Regions from separate parts of the Rattus norvegicus genome. Here all the other regions are linked to region 2. Evidence: chromatin contacts called from public Hi-C data. All regions are on one chromosome and are shown on one strand. Each heading gives the region's core, a stretch centred on a gene start, on an enhancer-like site or on the middle of the called end of the contact. The rest is flanking DNA. Distances are from core to core; before and after follow the strand shown. Region 1 overlaps Sil1 (SIL1 nucleotide exchange factor). Region 2 holds the start of Lrrtm2 (leucine rich repeat transmembrane neuronal 2). Region 3 has its middle 68 kb from the start of Hspa9.

The links. Hi-C and Micro-C count contacts between places; a contact is called where the count stands out from the background.
Region 1: a contact with region 2 is called in a Hi-C map of frontal cortex, with 2.6 times the contacts expected there. The contact joins the enhancer-like site here to the promoter of Lrrtm2 in region 2. A contact is called at or near these places in 1 of 12 Hi-C or Micro-C datasets (frontal cortex) and 1 of 1 datasets of contacts at active chromatin or transcription factors (oligodendrocytes).
Region 3: a Hi-C map of Schwann cells shows a contact between it and region 2, with 4 times the contacts expected there. The contact joins the enhancer-like site here to the promoter of Lrrtm2 in region 2. A contact is called at or near these places in 2 of 12 Hi-C or Micro-C datasets (Schwann cells and frontal cortex) and 1 of 1 datasets of contacts at active chromatin or transcription factors (oligodendrocytes).

The regions. Positions count from the first base shown.
Region 1 is chr18:27,329,816-27,332,515 of GRCr8, reverse strand. The region is part of intron 1 of Sil1 (SIL1 nucleotide exchange factor); the gene reads left to right. Among named protein-coding and RNA genes, the nearest start is that of Sil1, 47 kb to the left of the region's middle. Within about 2 kb of position 1,250, at least 6 of the 93 cell types and tissues checked have an H3K27ac peak or open chromatin away from gene starts, as enhancers often do.
Region 2 is chr18:27,095,557-27,098,256 of GRCr8, reverse strand. Lrrtm2 (leucine rich repeat transmembrane neuronal 2) reads left to right here and starts at 1,290. Exons shown (of 2, transcript NM_001109469.1): 1 at 1,290-1,687; 2 at 2,022-2,700. The coding sequence starts at 1,684. The region is part of intron 7 of Ctnna1 (catenin alpha 1); the gene reads right to left.
Region 3 is chr18:26,895,126-26,897,825 of GRCr8, reverse strand. No RefSeq gene overlaps it. Among named protein-coding and RNA genes, the nearest start is that of Hspa9, 68 kb to the right of the region's middle. Within about 2 kb of position 1,420, at least 55 of the 93 cell types and tissues checked have an H3K27ac peak or open chromatin away from gene starts, as enhancers often do. A contact at or near this core is called in Schwann cells, where this site is marked.

The sequences.
Region 1 (2,700 bases), core at 1-2,500, 230 kb before region 2:
ACACACTTGACAATTTCAACTTGCCTTTGGACACAATCGTTGGGCGCTACTTTCCCTGCCTGGAAAAGTGTGCCCTTATCGATATTCTTATCTCGAACCTCCCACCTGCCCTAAACTTTAGTGGCTTGGATACATCTAATCCCTGCTAAACACCCCGACCATCTGCCTATAGAAGCGGCCACAGGCTGTCACTCCTCTCCCTTGTGTCTGTCTCTTGCCTCCAAGGACCTGGAAGTCCTGCCTATTCCTTTTGCCCAGCAATTGGCCTATGGCTTCTTTACTGACAGATCAAGAACCAATTGGGGATCAGGACAGCATCAGAACCACCCCTACAGTGCATTTCTTTACATGCAGGCAAAACACTCATACACATAAAAAATATAAGAATATGAACTGTATCTATATGAGTATGACTATTGAGTGCTTATAACCCACACTGGCACAGAATAGGGGTTGGTATGCTGGTTGGAACTATGAACTGAAAGTTTTATCTCCCTCTAGAATCTTCTGGTCCCACTAAGAGACTCTGCTGTCCTTTGGAAGCCTAGAGGCATTAGGAAAGATGAATTCTGATTCCTGCTCTGCTGTGCTGGCTGTGGCTGCTGCTAAAATCCATGATAGTCTGGAGAGATAGAAGAGCAGCAGCAGGCGTGTGGAGGCAGGCCTCATTATCAGGAAGCTGGACTCGGAAGCATCTTTCTGCTTTTAATCAATTGGCACTGATTCAGAGGCAGCCAGTATCACTTAGGTTTCAGTGTGTGCACCCCAGCCATCATGTAGTCCATGTTTGTGGGTGATTTGTACTCAGGACTGGGCTCCAAGCAGAGGCAATCCTGGATGGTGACGGAATCTACTACTTTGCTTTGCCCAGAATATTCTCTATTAATAGATATTTAACTACAAGGTTTTTCATTTTTATTTTGTTATGAAAAGTTCACACTATGTAAGCCTAGCTGGCCTGGCACTTGCTGTTTAGACCAGGCTGGCCTCAAACTCACAGAGATCTGCCTGTCTGTTTCCAGAGTGCTGGGACCAAAGTGCTGCCCAACTTAGCTGCAAGATTATTTGAAATTCCGCTTTGTCTCAGGCACTGTTCTGTATGTTTTGTTATCTGATAACCATGCAACTAAGCAGTTACTTGCAAGCCTTCTTTAAAGATCTGAGACTTAACAATGTTAATCATCTAGCTCAAAGTCATACTGCTAGTCAGGGGGATCTGAATCAACCCAGAGTCCTATTAGAGTAGAGATGAGATGGAGTAGAGCTTCTTGTAACTGTGATTGCTATTGTCAGCACCAGCAGATCACTCTCAGGACCTCAGGCAGAGAGAGCCATGGAACAATTATAAAGGAGATTCTCCATGGCTTATTTAGTGGAAGGCACAGTGACCAGGCAGAGGCTTTTCCCCACATTGTGTGTGTGTGTGTGTGTGTGTGTGTGTGTGTGTGTGTGTGTGTGTGTGTGTGTGTGTGACAGAGAGAGAGAGAGAGAGAGAGAGAGAGAGAGAGAGAGAGAGAGAGAGAGAGACTTGGACATGATAGAAAGGTCTATCCACAAGAGGGCCCCAGTAGGCTCATTTAAAAATTTCTCATAGCATAACGTGTAAGTTTTTATTTATACTATTGCAGAACAGATAAAATGGTGGACTCAGTTTCCGTGGCTGATTTCACAGACCAATGTAAAGACAGCATGACCCATGGAAAGAGCTCTGGTTCTGGGGCCAAACTGGCTTTCCATCCTCACTCTATTGTTCTGTGGCTGCATGAATTCTGGCTAGTCACTGACCCTCTGAAGTTTGGTCCCTCAGGGTAAAATGAGCAGCATATCAGAACCACCTCAGAGGGCTGCTGTGGCAGGTAAATGAGCTTAGCTCAGCACATGCACAGTGCTCTATGAGTGTAGGTGTAGTTATTATTTGACAGAATTGATTTTCCTCTGAGAGGCTTAGTAATTGTGTTGGAATACAGGGCAGGAGTCTGGTTCGGTTCTCTTCAGCACCAACTGCTTCAACTGCTTTAGTACAACTCCATAAAGAACAGATGCTTCTGAGTAGACTGGACATGACTAAGGACTCAGAATCAGTAGAATCGTGTCTGACTTGAGTTTCTCCTTGGAGAATTTGCCTCCCTGCCCCATTTCTCTGATGGGATTACTGTTTCCTCACTGCCCTGCGACTGTGTGCATTGGGACATGGCTATATATTGTCATAGGAACCTGATCTATGGCATTGGAGAATCCCTCTCTGATACTATAGAGTGATTTGTTTTTTTTTTATTAAGACTCCAGTGGAATGTTGAAAATTTCCAAACTCCAAAGTATACAAAGTTAAAACAACACGTTGTGCTCCTCTGTGACTGAATGGCCCTCTTGCTGCCTCATTGCCAAACCCAATGCATCAATTCCTCCTCACTGAGATTGATCTCTTGGCATTACTGTCATTGCTGGGGTCACTGATGGTTCTGAGCTGCCCGATGTGGGCATTGGGAACTGAACTCATGCCCTCTGGGAGAACAAGTGCCCTTAACTGCTAAGCCATCTTTCTAGCTCCTTTTTTTTTTTTTTTTTTTTTGCTTCTTTTTTTCGGAGCTGGGGACCGAACCCAGGGCCTTGCGCTTCCTAGGTAAGCGCTCTACCACTGAGCTAAATCCCCAACCCCTCTAGCTCCTTTTCTTACTCTCTTTTAAAAAACATTTTTAAATT
Region 2 (2,700 bases), core at 41-2,540:
GCTTTCAGAGTTCTGCTCTCAGATTTGAAACCAGACTCACTGACAGTAAGTGGTAATAGTATGGGGAAAATAAGTTCATGCAGCCAGTTCACGAGACAAGTATGTTTATAAAAGGCAGATCCTTAGCCTGGCTTGAAAATAAAGCCCTGATTCATGCTAGACACATCTTCTGCATTTATATAACACTAACCATAAACATTCATGTCTGAGAAGTTATCTAACAGGGAGAAGCAAGAATTGTCAAGCAAAAACAACCAAAACAAAATCCGACTCCAATATTAATGTCTTTCCATATTCATGAGAAGAATTCAACAAGAGCCGATATGAGATTCAAAGTCAGTTCATAAATGTACCAGTAAGAGATGGTATGCAAATGCTATTTTGATGTTACAACACCCAAATCTCAACAGTAACTATGGCTTTAAGCTAAGGAATAGGTGAGATGCTGAAGTAGAAATCCTGAAAACTGTCAGAATCAGGCACACTGCAATACTTGTTCAAAATTGTCTCTGTTCCACTGTTAACATCTGGGTCACGTGTATAAAAATCAGAGCCTGCTCCTCTCCTCTGGTAGGACATCCAAAGATCAACTCAGCACTGTTTTCCAATCAGTGTGGTAATAAAACATTGTTATATAATAAGCAGAAAAGGATTAGAATTCCCTTGAAATTCTCAATGGAGGGGGAAAAAAGCCAAAATTGTTTCTTTTGGAAGCTATTCCTCTTTGTTGTGCTTTATAATGTTAAGTTCTTAATGACAAAGTAACTAAACCCACTTAGTTTACCAACACAGTCAGTCACACTTTGCTTTTTACCAAGCATGACAACAAGGCAATTGAGCAGCTTTCCAAACCACCAGAGCAGAGGCGTACCTTGCATAGGCTGGCATTAAATCAGCACTTCATAAATCAATCGTGCCCATTTAGATGGTCTCTATGCAGAATCGGCAGTCTAACACTAGCTCTCACATGCATTAAAAATCATCACTCTGCTAGTCCAACTCACTGTTCAGACGGGTCTTCTTGAATGCAGCATTTATTACAACCTCATTGTTGCTTCCTACACTGAAGGAATACCAAATTCTCAAATCAGGAGTTCTTCTTTCTCAATTTATTGTAAACAGGGGGTCTTGTAACGACCCTGACACCGTTACAAAGCACAGTGCTTTTTAACAGTAAAGCTTCTGGAAAACCCAAACAAAAGACACGTCACTGGGTGACGTCAGCCTATATACAGTTCTGTGTGGTTGCAGCACATAAGCAAACCCATTCTTGTGCCGTTTCTCGGAAAGCTTTTCAGTAAATGCACTCATGCTGCTCCAGAAGCTCTTCTCTGCAACAAGCCGCCCATCTGCCATCAACAAGTTAAGACCGAGAGAACTAACAGCTGCGGGAAGGAAAGCCTGAAGCTCTGGTGATCGGCGGTAATCAGGGGGAGGAAATTATTAACTTATAGTCAAAGCTGATTAGGGGATCAGAGCACGAAGAAAATGACACCAATGCTTTCCAGAGGAATATCCTAAGGAAAAGCCAATTCTCCCTAATAGACTTGAATCTTACTTGAAACGCTCGGGACGCAGAAAGCAGGAAACTGGTCAAGGCTCCTGCATGTTAAGCCTTTTACAGACTCACTGCGCGGAGCCTGACAACCTCGACTGAATGCAGCCTCCAATGTGCTCAGAAGAATGGGTAAGTCCCTGCATTTCTATGGCTTGTTCAGTCAAAGAGGAATCACGCTTTTATAAATATAAGCCAGTGAATTCCCGTTTTATGATGCAAATCATTTGGTTCGGGATTTTAAGATTTATGTAAATGGATATAACATTTTTTAAAGGGACATGTTTTAATCTCTCTTATACATGGTTTAAGTTGTGTTTCAGTCTACAAACAAGGTTAATTTTCTGCAGTAAATCAAAAATGTTATATGCAGTGAAATCTTTCATTATGATGTTGTTTTTAACAGCGCCTGTATTCTGCTGAAACATATCCTATCTTCTTGTTTTCCTTAAATTATATTCTGCAGGCTTACATTTCAAGTGGCCATTAGGGGCCCCTATGCTGGCAGCAATATATGCAATGAGTGTGGTATTAAAAATGCTGCCTGCCCTGGGTATGGCGTGTCCACCTAAATGCCGCTGTGAGAAGCTGCTATTCTACTGCGACTCTCAGGGCTTCCACTCAGTGCCAAACGCCACAGACAAGGGTTCTCTGGGCCTGTCCCTGAGGCACAATCACATCACAGCGCTTGAAAGAGATCAATTTGCCAGCTTCAGTCAACTCACCTGGCTCCACTTAGATCACAATCAAATTTCAACAGTAAAAGAAGATGCTTTCCAAGGACTATATAAACTAAAGGAGTTAATCTTAAGTTCCAACAAAATATTTTACTTGCCAAACACAACTTTTACCCAACTGATTAATCTGCAGAATTTGGACCTCTCTTTTAATCAGCTGTCATCTCTGCACCCTGAGCTCTTCTATGGCCTTCGGAAGCTGCAGACCTTGCATCTGCGTTCCAACTCCCTGCGGACTATCCCAGTTCGCCTGTTCTGGGACTGTCGTAGTCTAGAGTTTCTGGATTTGAGCACAAACCGTTTGCGAAGTTTGGCTCGCAATGGATTTGCAGGATTAATCAAACTGAGGGAGCTTCATCTAGAGCACAATCAGCTGACAAAGATTAATTTTGCTCATTTCCTTCGGCT
Region 3 (2,700 bases), core at 171-2,670, 200 kb after region 2:
TCTTTTATTTACTGAATAGTCTCATAGAGCTCAAGCAAGAACTCACTGTGTGACTGAGAACAGCGCTGAATTTCTAATCCCCTTTGCTCTGCCTCCTGAGTGCTGGGCGTGTGTCATGCTCACCTCACAATTCTGACTTATCTCCCTCAGGGCTTTGGAGTCAGTGCGGTGTGGTTCATCCTTGGTCTCTCCCAAGGATGGACTTCTGTAAACCTTCTATTTGAAGCTCTGTGTTTCAAACGTACCATCAAAAAGTGGTGGGGTTGGGGATTTAGCTCAGTGGTAGAGCACTTGCCTAGGAAGCGCAAGGCCCTGGGTTCCGTCCCCAGCTCCGGGGGGGGGGGGGGGGGGGGAGAAAAAGTGGATAGACACCAGACGAGACCAGCAGATCTCTGAGTTCGAGGGCCAGCCAGGACTACACAGAGATAGCCTGTCTGTGGGGGTGGGGGTGGGGGTGAGTTGGTGGTAAACTTCCTCCATTCCTCCATTCCTTTGCAGCCCTCCCCTAGACTGATCTTCTGCCCAATGTCACGAGTGAGTATCCCAGGGTCTTCAGTGCGTACCACACGACAAAGGATAGACTCCAGAGCAGCTGGAGGAATTCAGATGAAATCTCAGGAAAAAATGCTCTGACTGAAAGACCTGACACACAAGGAAAAGGCTACAGGTCAATGGGCTTATGGGATGTACTTTTCTCCAGAGAGAACTAATCAGTCCTCAGCCCCTACTACTCTGGACTTTAGTGCCTCAGTGGGACTGGGCACTTGAATACGAACACCATGACACTAGGTCATCTGAAGAAAGTGGGGGCGCCCCCACCCCTAGGCAAGCCTGTGGCCCCGAGGGACGCTCCTGAAAGGGCTTTGATATCCTACAAAGCCATGTTCTAGGGAGAACTCGGTTTGGATGGAAAGGGCCAAGCTCTGACCTTCAACTCTGTGGGCAACAAAGCCAGTCTCCAGCCCAGAGCTCCTGTTCTTTCCAACTCTGGGGCTGTGCTCCCCACCCTAATCCTTTCCTCAAAGAGAACTTGAGGATGCGAAAAGCCACACAGCCAGGCTTTTCTTCTAGGCTGGGTAATCGTCGCAGACATTTCACCCTTGCTAGGCCCATGAGTCAACAGCACATAGCACACAGCACCTTTTATTGGGAAGGAGGACTCTTGAGAGTCAGGTGCTTTGTTTTTTGTATGGGGGCCGGGAGGGAGGAGAAAACCAGAAAAAGACAACTGGAAAAACACTGGCTGAGGCAGGGGGGTGTGGTTGGGAAGACCCGCCCCATCCCAACCCGCCCCTCCCCCCCTCCCCGCAACTCCTGCCCCACTTCCTCTACTGCAGCTGCTGCCCAGAGTGTGCTCTGGGTCAGGACTGTGCCACACCCACAGCCCTGCTTAGCAGCCTCTGCCTCAGCCTCAGCCCAGTCCCATCTGCCTCCAGATAATCCACGTAAGGTCAGGGACTGTGTCAGATCTGGGAGAGATAGCTTCCATCCCCACTCCTTATGACTAAGAGCCTTATGACTAAGGCAGCACATGAGCCATTGCGACAGATTAACCTGGAAACATTTCTGAAGAAAATTGATATTGATATTCTGCTCCCCTAAGGAGGCCTGTGGTCAGCTACTGAGGACTGGCAAAGGGCCAGAAGTTATGTGGTGCCAAACTTGGTGGGAACCAGCCTTGGCCATGACATCCCCACGAGACCTGCTTCACTAGCTGTCAGGGACCCAGAGATTAGCTTTCTACAGTCCATGAAGTCCCACACAAGTTGGAAAAGCCAGTTTTCGTTCAAGTTTCTGTCTCTGCCAGTAGATTGCTTCTAGTAGTTGAATTGTCTGTCTTGCTCACTTTCATGTTAACGGGTAACATTTCCCAAGCCAGGACTGAGATGAGACAGCACAGAATCCACCTCCCCCACTCCCGCCCCGCCCCGTGTGTGTCTCTCTCTCTCTCTCTCTCTCTCTCTCTCTCTCTCTCTCTCTCTCTCTCTCTCTCTCTCTCTCTCTGTGACTCATGAGCACCCCCTGCTGTTTAGCCTAACTGAAGGCAAAAGAGGTGGGGGCGGGGGAGGATTCTAGCTGCGGTGCCCAAACTCCGCCACTGCAGGAGGTGCTGCCCACTGGGAAGGCCCTGCGAGAACCTGAATCAGAGCTAGACTTCCCTTGGACGCATATGGACCTGACAGGAGGCTAACTACCAGGGCTGCCACACTCCGGCCCTGCGGTGTGGTCACTACCCACCTGCAAGAGCTCTGAAGAAAGGTGTCACCAGCTTCAGGAGAAAAAGTATGGTCCACACAGCAAGGCCAAATTCCTTTTCTGAGCCCACGAGAGCAAAGCTGAGACACTCACTAAATCACTTCTGGGCCCTGAACATGGGCCTTGAGTCCAGGAGGGGACATCCTGATATTTCCAGCAACTCCTCAGGGGCCAGCAGGACAAGTCCAGATTAACCCTTGGCAAATAATAGCTATTTCCATAAGGGCCTCTAGCTCCTGGTCTGTAAGCACAGGACAGACCCCCAAATTCCTCATCCTTTAGCTCTAACATCCCATGAGCTGACATAACTCCCTTCACCCCGGCTATCCACCGCTCACCCCCATTCCTCCTTGTTCCTTCTCCAATCTCATTTAAATTCATTTTGTACATCGTAAACAATGGCAGCTGGCAAGGAGGTTCCTCTCTCTGACAAGATTAGGAAGG